2 separate regions of the Hordeum vulgare genome follow, and region 2 is linked to region 1. A link is a contact called in public Hi-C data. All regions are on one chromosome and are shown on one strand. The core of a region is the stretch at or near the end of the contact, and the rest is flanking DNA. Distances in the headings are between cores, read along the strand shown.

Evidence for each region. Hi-C and Micro-C count contacts between places; a contact is called where the count stands out from the background.
Region 2: a Hi-C map of leaf shows a contact between it and region 1, with 8 times the contacts expected there. The contact joins the promoter of LOC123448678 here to the enhancer-like site in region 1. A contact is called at or near these places in 2 of 6 Hi-C or Micro-C datasets (leaf and seedling).

Annotation. Positions count from the first base shown.
Region 1 is chr4H:384,275,631-384,282,656 of MorexV3_pseudomolecules_assembly, forward strand. It overlaps LOC123448676 (putative potassium transporter 8), which reads left to right. Exons shown (of 10, transcript XM_045125644.1): 9 at 657-911; 10 at 1,027-2,479. The coding sequence ends at 2,123. Among protein-coding and RNA genes, the nearest start is that of LOC123448676, 30 kb to the left of the region's middle. Within about 2 kb of position 2,946, at least 2 of the 3 cell types and tissues checked have open chromatin away from gene starts, as enhancers often do. A contact at or near this core is called in leaf, where this site is marked.
Region 2 is chr4H:385,224,337-385,231,459 of MorexV3_pseudomolecules_assembly, forward strand. It overlaps LOC123448678 (uroporphyrinogen decarboxylase), which reads left to right and starts at 5,046. Exons shown (of 6, transcript XM_045125645.1): 1 at 5,046-5,337; 2 at 5,439-5,563; 3 at 6,166-6,276; 4 at 6,420-6,608. The coding sequence starts at 5,217.

The DNA.
Region 1 (7,026 bases), core at 1,696-4,195:
TGTTGTTCATCCACCATGAGTTTGAGGGGGGTGTTAGAGTATATATAATATAGCCATGTACCCCTTCGTATTTATCCCGTTGTATAAGGGGTTTTCTGCATATAGTCCAAACCTGTACATGTATATATATCGGCCTATGGCCTCATGGGAATACTAAGTTCCATATTCCTAACAATGGCCATGCCAAAGTCTTAGGGTTGAGAAGGGCATTTTAGACAATTGCCAGAATTTTGGGGTTTTAGCCCTTAAGGAAAACATGGGGGAGGGGGGATTAATCCTCATTTTCGGACTAGAATGAATGAAAAAGGATGCTTATGAGATGCTCATGCTGCACAATCATTTCCTAATAAAATGTGTTGCTCCTGGACTGTTACAACTTGCATGTGTACTCTTTCCTGTCTATCTCAGTGAAGATGTATGTCACAAAAGCGATTAGTGATAGCTCTCGTAGTAGTTTCTTATTTTGTTGAGATCCATTTCTTACTTGTGCAAGAAAGGTGAAGTAGTATGTCACAAAAGCGATTAGTGATAGCTCTCGTAGTAGTTTCTTATTTTGTTGAGATCCATTTCTTACTTGTGCAAGAAAGGTGAAGTAGTAAAAATTATATACCATCTGATGTATATTAACTTATATATTTTTTTAATTAAAACTTCAGATAAGGTGAGATGGCCTGTTCTTGTACTGGCTATTCTGGCTTCAGTTGTTGGAAGCCAAGCAATCATCAGCGGAACATTCTCAATAATCAATCAGAGTCAGTCCCTAAGCTGCTTCCCTAGGGTAAAAGTTGTACACACATCTGAGAAAATTCATGGCCAGATATACATCCCTGAGATCAACTGGCTACTCATGATCCTCTGCATTGCTGTGACTGTTGGATTTAGAGACACTAAGCACATGGGAAACGCATCCGGTAAGATAAACTAACTAGTCTTGCCAATGCAATCTGATTTGTATTTCTTGATTCATGCATGTATGTTGCTTTAAAAATGGCATAGTTGGTTTCTGAATTTTGTGGTGTTGTGCAGGACTAGCAGTGATCACTGTGATGCTGGTTACCACATTCCTGACATCCCTTGTGATCATGGTGTGCTGGCACAAGCCACCCCTGCTTGCCCTGGGCTTCCTCCTCTTCTTCGGTTCCGTCGAGGCGCTCTACTTCTCGGCGTCACTCATCAAGTTTCTGGAGGGTGCATGGCTCCCGATACTCCTGGCCCTCATTCTCATGGCCGTCATGCTTGTGTGGCACATCACGACCATCAAGAAGTACGAGTTTGACCTGCAGAACAAGGTGACCCTGGAGTGGCTTCTCGCCCTGGGTGACAAGCTCGGCATGGTCCGTGTGCCGGGTATTGGTCTCGTCTACACCGACCTTACGTCGGGCGTCCCCGCCAACTTCTCCCGCTTCGTCACCAACCTCCCGGCGTTCCATAAGGTCTTGGTCTTCGTGTGCGTCAAGTCAGTCCCGGTGCCGTATGTGTTCCCTGCCGAGCGGTACCTCGTCGGCCGAGTTGGTCCGCCGGGCCACCGGTCGTATCGGTGCATTGTGCGGTATGGCTACCGTGATGTTCACCAGGACGTGGACTCGTTCGAGACGGAGCTGATCGAGAGCCTGGCCATGTTCATCAAGCTCAACGCCTCGTACCGGTGCAGCGAGGTCAGCGAGGGCGAGCAGCTGGAGGAGTGGGAGCCGGGGCTGACCGTGATCGGAAGCAACACGCTCCGAGATCACGCGAGCTACGACTTGCAGGACAGTGTCCAGCACTCGGCCGCGTCCGTCGAGATGCGCCCTGCCGCCACCAGCCCTGGTGGCACGGGTTTGGAGCTCGCAGCCGAGTCCAACTCGCCCAAGCAGGTGAGGTTCTTCATAGATAACCTGGTGGTGAGCCCGGAGGCGGACAAGCAGGTGGCGGAGGAGCTGGAGGCGCTGGCGGCGGCGAGGGAGGCCGGCACCGCCTTCATCTTGGGGCACTCACACGTGCAGTCCAAGCCTGGTTCGTCGGTGCTGAAGAAGCTGACGGTGGTCGGGTACAACTTCCTGCGGCGCAACTGCCGTGGCCCGGACGTTGCGCTGCGGGTGCCGCCGGCATCGCTCCTGGAGGTCGGCATGGTCTATGTTCTATGAAACTTCTTCGTTTTGCCATGTGTTTATGATGATAGGGTGAGAGTTTCCTGTGTCATAAATCTGCCCATCGACCTGTCCTGCTTGCTATGTATTACTAGTAGGTAACTAAACTTGTCAGTGATGTTGTAATGCCCCCTCGATTATTTTGCATCCGGCTGTATAGTTTACAACAAGTATAGTTTACAACGTCACATTGTTGCCCCTGCTGCTCATACACATTTGGTGTTCTGTCACTTAGGTGCAAAACTACAGAGCACATGTTCTATTTTGTTCTGGACTAGTAAGGCTGCGTTTGATAGCAAAGTATTATATAAATCAAAGTATCAAAACTGCAGTAATTTTGTCTGCAGGTATGAGATACCATGGTTTTATCACAATACAGTATTTTAAAGTATTCAGAATACGTAGAACCTGTTTAGTTGTTGCCGCACAACGCTGTAAATTTTGTTGGCTGGCCGTTAGCAGTGCAAGCACGCAATATTAAATTATGCTCACACTTTGGGATGCACTGCTGCGTGGCAAACAACTACTAGTACGAAAATCCAACTAGTAAGGGACAAAATCATTGTTTTGACCTTATTAGTTAACATGAGCATAAAATAAATCCGTTTAAAAACAATTTCATGATCTAACCCTTTTTGAAAAGTCATAATCCGCGACGTTGCTGCTCAACTAAGAAACGGCGAACGAGTTCGCGTTGCTGCCCAGACCGAAAAGCCCAAACGCCACTTGCGTTGGTGCCCAAGCCTAAACGCCGCTGTAGCCGACGTTGCTGCACAAGGGCAAAACGCCACACTTGTGGGCCTTTCTCGCTGCCATCGTCTTCGTCGAACCACCAACACCACACAGTAACCTGCAAACGATTCGCATTGCGCGGCCAGGCCAACTTCTGACCACCCTGGTTGGATTTTTCTGTCAGGCGGCACTGGCGCCGTTGCTGTCGAGCGGCAAGACGACGAGCAGCGACGGCATGTGGGCGAAGCTGAAGCAGTGCGCGCAGCAGATCAATTTGACCCGTGGGTGAGCTTTTGTTGTTACTGTAGCATGAAAATTTTGATTATTAAAGGCTCCTTGCACGGCGCATGAATTGATTCAAGCATGCATGCATGCGCCTGGGCACGGGCTCTCGTCGTGTGCCTGTACGAACGACCCACCCACCAGCCAGCTTGGTGAGATGAAGATGCTTGAGACCGTGACGCCATGAACGCAAGCTCCAACAGTGCACTGGCGCTGATGATGACTGAACACAGCGCTGACACAGTCCAGCATTGATAAACGTTCAACCGGAGCAGCCCAGAACAGTTTCCATATAGGCAGAAACGCCAAGGGCCTTGGCGTTTGTATATGCAGAGGCAACACAATTTAACTAGGCGTTTCCATATGAAGCAGCAACCCGGTTTAGATCGGTGCTTCTATGTTGTACAGAAACATCACGGACTGTGGCGTTGCGAAAATGGTTAGATCGTAAAATACTTTCATGTTGAGTTTATTTTATGCTATTCTTTGCTGATAAGGTTAAAACCGTAAAAATACCTAGTCAGAAAGAGCTTTACATTCACGCGCTGATAGTAGCTAGCTGGCCCGTCGCCTGACAGAGACCAGACAATGGCAGCGATGGGACGGCATGTACCAGGATCCTTTGTAAGGACATGACTTGTAGCTAGCCGGCCGATTGAATACAACTACCTCTAAACCATAATATTTGTTGTTCGAAAGAATTAATTAAATTTTTCATAACAACAAGTATTTAAAAACAGAACGACTACTTCTCGTGTGTTTTTTCAGCTAGCTAGTTGATTATTTTTTATTATATCCATGCATGCACGCGATTGCTTGCTGCTCTGTTTTTTTTAAAGCAGTCTTGTTTTTTATACACCGAAAATACCACAATTTTCCAATATTGCAGTATTAAAATCACTGTTTCTAGGGCAATCAAAAATTTGTTGCAAATAAAACTATGTTAATCTCAAAAAATGTAGTATTTGTAAAATACTAAGAAAACAATTTGCTATCAAACAGGGCCTTGCACGCACGTATAACCCTATACAAAAAAATTCGTGCAACTATATAAACATTCCATAAAATAACTATTACATTAAAGTTTTCATAGGAGCTATTGGAGTTGCTCTTATACCATATTAATGATGCGTTTATGAAGACTTTGACATTATCAAATGGAGTCCAAAAGAATTGGATTGACAAACCAAACATCAAGTATAAAATGTCAAATGCATACAAATATTGAGCTCCCATAAATGTGAACAACATGTTTTGGATAACTGGAAATCAGTGCTACACAGTTATAAAATTAACTCATGAGCCAACGAAATAATTGACAGGGTAACCTAGACAACCAAGCACACAACATGGAAGACGCGGGGCATGGAGCACACCGGACACATGGAGTGGCATTAGAAGATTGACCAATATTTGGCAAAATCAAAAGCTGCCGACATTTGGCAACCTTTTATGAGATTGGCAACGAAAATTGGTATGTAACCAATCTCTAACCAACATTTGGCCGTTCTCGAAAATTGGCATGCCAACTTTTGGCCTCAAGCCAAAACATGCTACAACCAAGCCATGTGTTATTTTATTAAATCATGTAAATTAAGGAAAACAAAATGCTCCAGAACAGAAGTGGTTAAAGATTGGACAGTTGATTGTGTGGGGTTACATCTAGCATTACATCTAATGCCATATCACTACAATCAACCCAATCATTGGCTTCATCAATAAGTTCTTGGCCCATTGTGATGCCACTTAAAAAATTGATGCACTCAGGCAGATGCATGATAATTGTACTGCGAGCTTCTATATTAAATTATCACCTGTTAGAATATATAACTGCATTGTATTTGTATAGATATACGGTTGTATATGTGTAGTCCTTGTATAGGTGTTCCAATATTGTATGAAAAGGACTCTGCCTTGTAATCTCTATATAATGATCAATACAAGGCACCACAACGTGTGGTTTCCCTAATCTTACATGGTATTAGAATCAAAACGCCACCGTCGTATCTTGGCTCTATGGATGTGTCTCGCTCAACATCCTCGACGACGTCATGACTCCTCATGACGATCCTCTCGACGTCACGCTCTGGAACAGCATCAACGGCCTCTCCAACGACCACAAGATCAATCGCCAGCTCCACCTTACAACCGAGCTCGGTGATGTGAAGATGGGCGACATGAGCATGCCCGACTATCTTCAGAAGGTCAAGTCTCTCTCCGATGGACTTGCGGATCTTGGCTCCCTGTTGAGGACGCCGAGATGGTGATCCACTGCCTCAACGGCCTCTTCGAGCAATACGAGTCCGCCGCCGAGTTGATCTCCCTCATGACAGTGGTATCCTTCGCGTAGTGTCGCTCCTTGCTCACGCTCGAGGATATGAAGCGCAAAAATCGTCGCGCCCGTACCACGAACACGACCCTCTTCACAAATGCTGGCAACCTTGGCAAGGGCTCTGTCAAAGGCAATAATAAGAAGAAGGGCGCCGCTACTGAAGCCGCCAAGGAGGTCGCTCCCGACTCGGCGCCTGCGACGCCGCCAGCCGCCCGTTCTCCTTGGCCTTCCCTGCAGCACCCCTGGAACGACACCATCCAGATGCGGCCCTATGGTCAGGGGGGCCGCTCGGCCGGGCACCGCCCGCCTATCCCCCGCCTCCTAGCTACCTGCCGAGGCACAACCTGTCGCCGCATGCGTTCTACGCCCAGAGCCCGTACGTTGTCGCCCCCGTCCCCTACGGCTACGCGCCTGCGCAGCCCAGCTACGGGCTCGGTGCCCCGGCTCCATTATTCCCCGCATCGTCAACGGCCTCGTGGGACTATGCTGCACTGATGCACTAGTTCCAGACCATGGGACTGCAAGCACCAAGGGAGTGGGTGATGGACACCGGCATCTCCTCCCACTTTGCGTCCGATCCCGGTATGCTCACCTCCGTGTCTCCCCCATCCACCTCTCGTCGTGCTGTCATTGTCGGTAACGGTTCCACTCTTCCGATCAGCAGTACCGGGCATGCACATCTTCCTATTACACCTCTTCTCGTCCTCTTTGCCTTTGTAATGTCTTAGTGGCTCCTAACATAGTTAAAAACCTTTTGTCCTTTCGTCAATTCACCATTGATAATCATGTCTCTGTCGAATTTGACCCTCTTGGTTTTTCTGTGAAGGATCTTCTAACCAGGATCGAGATTCTCAGATGCAATAGCTTCGGATCTATCTACTCCATCCGTCCTTCATCCACCAGTCGACCATACGCCTTCCTCGTCGTCGATCCAGGACTCTGGCACCGTCGGCTTGGACATCCTGGGCAGTCCATCATGCAGTCATTAGCTCGTTCCTCCATCATCCCTAGGGAAAAGAATAAAAGTAGCTTCTGTCATGCGTGTCAGTTAGGTCGTCATGTTCGTCTTCCTTTTTCTGCCACCAATCGTGTAACCACTTGTCTGTTTCACTTGTGATTTGTGGACATCTCTTGTTGAGAGTATTTTTGGCTTTAAGTATTATCTCGTTTGTCTCGATGATTTTACTCAGTATGTGTGGGTCTATCATCTACGGTCTAAGTCAGAAGCTTTCTCACACTTGTCCTACCTTCATGCTTTAGCACTCACCCAGTTTCGTGCATGCTTGCAGGCTATTCAGTGTGATAATGGTCGCGAGTTCGATAATTCCCTCCTCCATTCGTTTGCCCAGCACCATGGAATTGCACTCCGTGTTTCATGTCCATATACTTCGCAACAGAATGGTAAAGCTGAACATATTATTCGTACTCTTAATGACATTACTCGCACACTTCTCATCCAGGCAAGCATGTCGCCTCACTTCTAGGTCAAGGCTCTTCACACAGCCGTTATGTTGCATAATCGGCTTCCTTCTAAGTCAATCTCGGATTGTGTTC
Region 2 (7,123 bases), core at 3,796-6,295, 950 kb after region 1:
TATGCAAAATTGATGACTTAGATGTGCAACACATGATGAATCGATTTTCTTCAACTAATGAAGAATGTCACTCTGAATGTGAAGAAATCAACGAAGAAATTGATTCTCAGGGCCCTACGACAATTGTACGCGGCGTCTGTAATCAACATTCCTATATGGTGGGTCACGCCACAGCCCAATGTGAAATTCCTCAAGTTGATTTTCTTCAAGTGTTCTATTTCCTCAAAATGTGTTTTTCTTCAAAACAGCTGTTCTTCAGTGTGACGATTTATCACAAAATCTTCAAAAAAAACACTTGATGACTTTCATTTGACTAGATAGACTGTGATTTCAAGTCCTCAACAGCATTCACTTATTGCTATTTCTTCAAGGTGATATTTCTGCTAAGTGAATGTGATCGGACCCTACATTCCCTCTATGCTATACTCATCCAGTCTATTCAATTCTTCATTTGCGTTCTACTTGAAACTTTGTTCAAAATCCTCACTGCATCCTTGTCAGCTGATGATTTTGTAACGAAAATCCTCAAATCTTCAAAAATTGTTTCTTTAATACACAGTAACTGAACCCCATTTCCCACGATCGGATAACCACGATCTCCACTATCTCCACCGCACTGTTCGGGAGCTACACGTGTCCTGCGGAGACGTAGAGGCAGGGGCGGTTTGGTCCGAAATTTTCACGCCAACAGTAACTTTTGGCTATAAATATGTCCTTATCCCCCTCGGCATACTCTTCTTCGCTCCATCGCTCTCCTGCCACAGCATACACCACTGAACCCTAGCGCCATCGCTGGTAGTCTCGTCGCCGATGAGGAAGAGCTTCACTGCCTCGACTTCTCCGTCGCCGGAACCACGCCGGAGTCGGACCATCTTCGTCCGCCGCCGCCGTAGATGTCCTCTGTCGCCGGGTTAGGGTGCATTAGACACGCGACCGAAGAGCTTCTCCACACACACCTTTCTGTGTTCTTCGTGCGCACCTTCCAGGGTAAATAAATCCCATTTTTACCGCAAGATTAGATCTAAAATTTTATGTCTTCTATGTGAAATCTGTTTTTCCTCAAGAAACGATAAGCACTTGATTCCTCAAACACTGCCTATCACCACATCATTGATGAACTATGCTAAGCATCTAAGATTTTCACGAGATTCCTCAATTGTGCGAATTTTCGGATCTGTACAACTCTGGAACCCAAGAACAGTATGCTTAGGCAAATTCCTCAACCACTGGTTATATTCCTCAAACTGTCAAACTTTTTCATTTTCTTCAAATCTGAGAACGCATATGACCTCTCCAAATTCCTCGCAACTATACTCTGTTCACAGGTACACGCATGTCAGCTGATGAATCTCTCAGTTCTCATCACATTAACTCATTTGCATCGTTTCTGGAAGAAAATCTTCAAGTCTCATCAGAATCCTCAAGAGTTCAATCTCATCAGCAAAATCCTCAGCTGAAGAAAATGGAGGATGACAGAAAACAGAAGGGAGGAAAGAAACTTGAGCAAAACACAGCTGTGGATATCCCTGAGGATATTTACTTGGACTATTGCACGCTTGATGAAAATGAGACAATGGCCAAGAGAAAGATACGTCTGTAGAAGATAGAACGCCGATGGGCGAAGGAATACAGGTTTGTGACTCCCAAGTATGCGAAGAAATTCGCTGTGAAGCCCCCTGGCAGACTGGCCATAAGTTTGGTAGGTAGGTACCAAAGTGATCCCGGTATGGAACACTTGACAGCGGTCAAGAATATCCTGAAGTACCTGAAAAGGACTAAGGAGATGTTTCTCGTTTATGGAGGTGACGAAGAGCTCGTCGTAAAGGGTTACGCTGATGCTAGCTTCGACACAGATCCGGATGACTCTAAGTCACAGACCATATACGTGTATTTTTGAATGGCGGGGCAGTGAGCTGGTGCAGCAGCAAGCAAGACGTCATGGCAGCATCTACATGTGAAGCAGAGTACATAGCTGCTTCAGAAGCGGCCCATGAAGGTATTTGGATGAAGGAGCTCATCACCGACCTTGGAGTGGTTCCAAGCGCGTCGGGTCCGATGACACTCTTCTGTGATAACACTGGAGCCATTGCCACAGCCAAGGTTTGTAATCTTGATTTTGCCTGATTTTTTCTAATTAACTAAACGATTCTTCTTCTTAATCAATAAAAATGGCAAATTTTTACATCATCTCAAAATAGCACCGACTGGAGTGGCCCATCTCGAGATCCGAGACACCAATCGCAGTGGCTCGCCTAAGGATGGCAATTTTATCCACGGGTACGGGTACCCCGCGGGTACCGTACCCGCATGGGCTATTTATGGGTAGTACTCATACCCTACCTGTTAAATCATGGTTAGGGTACAAGTATATAGCCTTGTACCCGTGGATATACCTATACCCTGTCCATTTGTGAACTAATGTTATGTTATTGTCAATTAATTATTAATTTATTATGTGACTCATCTACTCCTATTAACTTATGAGTATGTTGTGATTTTTTAATTTTGCTCATGGTCATGTACTCATCTATTTGTGTCAAATGTGCTATCAATGGGTGTAAAGTTGTGAACAACTTGTGTACTATTTATTCTACCCGATGGGTATTCAATGAATACAGATAATCATCGGGTATGGATATGTGTAAAGTTTTATACCCATAGGTATAGACTAGCAAAAGGGCCCGTGCGTTGCAACGGAAAAAAATACCACATGTTTTAAATATTTTTATAATCATTTTGATTTATTAAAATAATAAGGTAACTAACTAATGTAGTCAGTCCTATCCTATTTTGTTGAGAAATCAACCCGTCCATTGTTAATTCCATCATAATGAGAAATTGAGCGGGACAAGCAAAGCAAACACAAAGAGGCTACGTGAATTGATCAATGGACTGTTATCTTATTTCACTCATGGGGTAGATAATGTGGGATCAGATGACAAACTGAAGGTGGTGTTCCATTCCCTCTCTCTACAACAATGCAATCTTACATTCAATACATTCATCCATCAGCAAACAAACTCCCACAAAACAAAATTTCTTGCCGGTGCTTGGCACACAGTTGGAGGCATGGGGAGGGGATCTCACCAGATGATGAGTTCCTGCCGGAGGAGGGGATACGATGAGGGGAGCAAGGGTTAGGCGCCTCTATCTGGCCATAAGGAGTCGCCGTTGCCGCGCCATAACCTCGGAGTTTCCCGTGTGAGCCATGGAGGCCCGTCTCCACCTGCAAGTACTTCGCTCCGCCGCGCCTTATCCGCGCGCCGCCGCCGTTCTGCATCGAGCAGACGCATCATCCCAAGTCGATGTAGCTGTCGCGTTGATTTGATCCAGAAGTTGTGCTCGAGCGCCGAAACAGGGGCAGCAAGCGGGCAGAGGTACGACCACGGAGGCGAGTGGTTTGAGATCGACAACAGTGGTGGTTGAGGTCGGCCGTGGCGGCGAGTGGTGTGGCAACGACCTGGGCACAGGCCAGGGTGGACCAGGGTCGACGCGATGCGCTCGAGCGCCGCAACGGGGGCAGTGAGCGGGGAGAGGTACATCCGCGGAGGCGGGTGGGTTGAGATCGGCAGCGGTGACGGTTGATGCCGGCCGCGGCGGCGAGTGGTGTGGCGGCGGCCTGGGCACATGCCAGGGTGGCCCAGGGTCGACGGGAGGAGGCGATGCGTACGGGTATAATTTTTGCAGCGAATCGTTTTTTCCTTTTGCGTTGCAGATAAATGATGAAGCGCGGGTTGAATAACAAAAATTACAGGGGCTTTTTTATAAAAATGTTGTAATGGGTTTTCCGACGAAAGCAATAGCCGCTTTATTATTAGGTATAGACTAGCAATAGGGCCCGTGCGTTGCAACGGAAAAAAAATACCACACGTTTTAAATATTTTTATAATCATTTTGATTTATTAAAATAATAAGCTAACTAACTAATGTAGTCAGTCCTATCCTATTTTGTTGAGAAATCAACCCGTCCATTGTTAATTCCACCATAATGAGAAATTGAGCGGGACAAGCAAAGCAAAACAAAGAGGCTACGTGAATTGATCAATGGACTGTTATCTTATTTCACTCATGGGGTAGAGAATGTGGGATCAGATGACAAACTGAAGGTGGTGTTCCATTCCCTCTCTCTACAACAATGCAATCTTACATTCAATACATTCATCCATCAGCAAACAAACTCCCACAAAACAAAATTTCTTGCCGGTGCTTGGCACACAGTTGGCATGGGGAGGGGATCTCACCAGATGACGAGTTCCTGCCGGAGGAGGGGATACGATGAGGGGAGCAAGGGTTAGGCGCCTCTATCTGGCCATAAGGAGTCGTCGTTGCCGCGCCATAACCTCGGAGTTTCCCGTGTGAGCCATCGAGGCCCGCCTCCACCTGCAAGTACTTCGCTCCGCCGCACCTTATCCACGCGCCGCCGCCGTTCTGCATCGAGCAGACGCATCATCCCAAGTCGCTGTAGCTGTCGCGTTGATTTGATTCAGAAGTTGTGCTCGAGCGCCGAAACGGGGGCAGCAAGCGGGCAGAGGTACGACCGCGGAGGCGAGTGGGTTGAGATCGACAACAGTGGTGGTTGAGGTCGGCCGTGGCGGCGAGTGGTGTGGCAGCGGCCTGGGCACAGGCCAGGGTGGACCAGGGTCGACGCGATGCGCTCGAGCGCCGCAACAGGGGCAGTGAGCGGGGAGAGGTACATCCGTGGAGGCGGGTGGGTTGAGATCGGCAGCGGTGACGGTTGATGCCGGCCGCGGCGGCGAGTGGTGTGGCGGCGGCCTGGGCACATGCGAGGGTGGCCCAGGGTCGACGGGAGGAGGCAATGCGTACGGGTATAATTTTTGCAGCTAATCGTTTTTTCCTTTTGCGTTGCAGATAAATGATGAAGCGCGGGTTGAATAACAAAAATTACAGGGTTTTTTTTATAAAAATGTTGTAATGGGTTTTTCAACGAAAGCAATAACCGCTTTATTATATAAAATATTTATATAGGTATAGATATGGGTAGAATTTTATACCCATTAACTATACGGGTATGGATATGATATTGCTGTACACTGCCCATACCCTACCCATTGCCATCCTCGCTCGCCCACACTATTATCGGCGTAAGCAGACATCTCATCCCAAATCCGGATTTCTCATCGCATCCCATCCGCTTCGACTCTCCCCGGAGCCGAGGTCGTCGCCTTCCCACTCTGCGGCTCGCCCCACCAGCCTCAATGGCGACCGCGTGCCCGCCCCTCTCGCTGCCGTCCACTTCCCTCCTCCGCATGACAACCCGCGCCGGCGCAGGCCTCGCCCGCCAGCCGCTCCCCTCCATCCGCTGCAGCGCCGTCGGAGGTGAGCTGCCCCCTCCTCTTTTCACCAGTTTGGTGGCTTGGCACAAGATTTTTATGAGAGATGTAAGCGTCTAGGGGTTATTTTGGTTGGGGGTGTTTCAGAGGCTGTTGCGGAGGCGGCTGTGGCCGGGACGGCGGAGGAGCCGCTGCTAGTGAGCGCAATCAAGGGGAAGAAGGTGGAGAGGCCGCCTGTCTGGCTCATGAGGCAGGCCGGGAGGTACATGAAGGCAGGTTCATTCTAAATAACGACATGATCTGAAACGGCGCTTATTCTCTTCACAAGCATTTCCCAGTTAGCACCCAGGCATGCAATTAGAGAAATAAAGTCGAAAACAGTTAGAGAAAGAGAGTCACTAACTCAAGACGCAACTGGACAGAGCGAATTTAAATTACTTGAAGTTGCTATGGTTTCAGTAAGAATTGAGCCTGAGAAAATCACATCGAACTATAAGTTTATAACAAGATAATACATGATTGTAAACTACATTAGTAATTACTAGTTTAATAGGGCGTGAGATGTCTTGACTAGTTAAGGTAACCAGAGGCTGGCATAACTATCTGCAGAATGCAGAAATAGTGACCATTCCTAGTGTATCCTGTTTTCAAATCCTCCAGGTACGATTTTAATTGCAGTTCTGTTCATAAAAAACAAATCAAGTTGTTGGACGGCAGAATATATTTTGTTTATTTTTAAAGTAAACATGAATTTTTTTTTCATGGTTTTTGAGTAATGACTGATCGCTCCTTTTCGTTGTGCTATTTTTCTTTTGTACCAAGAAAAGAGGGCCCTTCTTTTCTTAACATGTTGGCATTTTGATTTTTGTAACAGAGCTACCAAAATCTCTGTGAGAAATATCCTTTGTTCCGTGAAAGATCAGAAAATGTTGACCTTGTTGTTGAGATCTCTCTGCAGCCATGGAAGGTTTTCAAGCCTGATGGAGTAAGCTGTGGACTTTGGCCCTTTCTGTATGTTTTTTGAAATTTCTCTTTTGCAAGTCTCAAAGGCTTACACAACTTGAGATGTTGCCAGTATCTGATGTTCAATTATTGATGCAGTTTTTTTTGGTCATTTGCCTTTCCTAGGTTATCTTGTTCTCGGATATCCTTACTCCACTTCCTGGGATGAACATACCTTTTGACATTGTGAAAGGAAAAGGTCCAGTGATATATGATCCCTTAAGAACAGCAGCGGCTGTGAACGAAGTCAGAGAATTCGTTCCAGAGGAGTGGGTCCCTTATGTAGGACAGGCTTTAAATTTGCTGCGAGGAGAGGTTAGTATACTCTTCAGAGTTGCATGGGAATTTGAAATAGGTGTTTCTTTCAAAAGCATTCTTGGATACTTGGATAGCAACATTTCATTTACACTTTTATGGTCCATCCAGACCTTTCTTCTTCAAAGTGTGACATTCTAATACATCAATTATCAAGTTGCTAACTAGTTGTATCAATTTCTCAATGTTGCATTACTTGGAGCTTTTCAGAGTTATGATAATATTGTAGATAAGTTGAATCATGATAGTGTTATATCTGAATCTGAAAAGCTCGCGTGCATGCTTTTGCATTGGTTTCATGGCTTCATTGGAACTCCACATTTTAAAAGCTATAACTTCATCTGATTCTTAAATTACCCATTGTACCTCTATTTGGTCCTCTGTCCGTAAACAACTTTTAGATACTTTTGATATATTATTTACTTTTGGAGACTTGCTTTGTTATGACCGGTATACAATATAGCTGGAGGGGGTCCACTGGCGCGTGGTCTCCCTCCATGCCCTCGTGGTCTCTC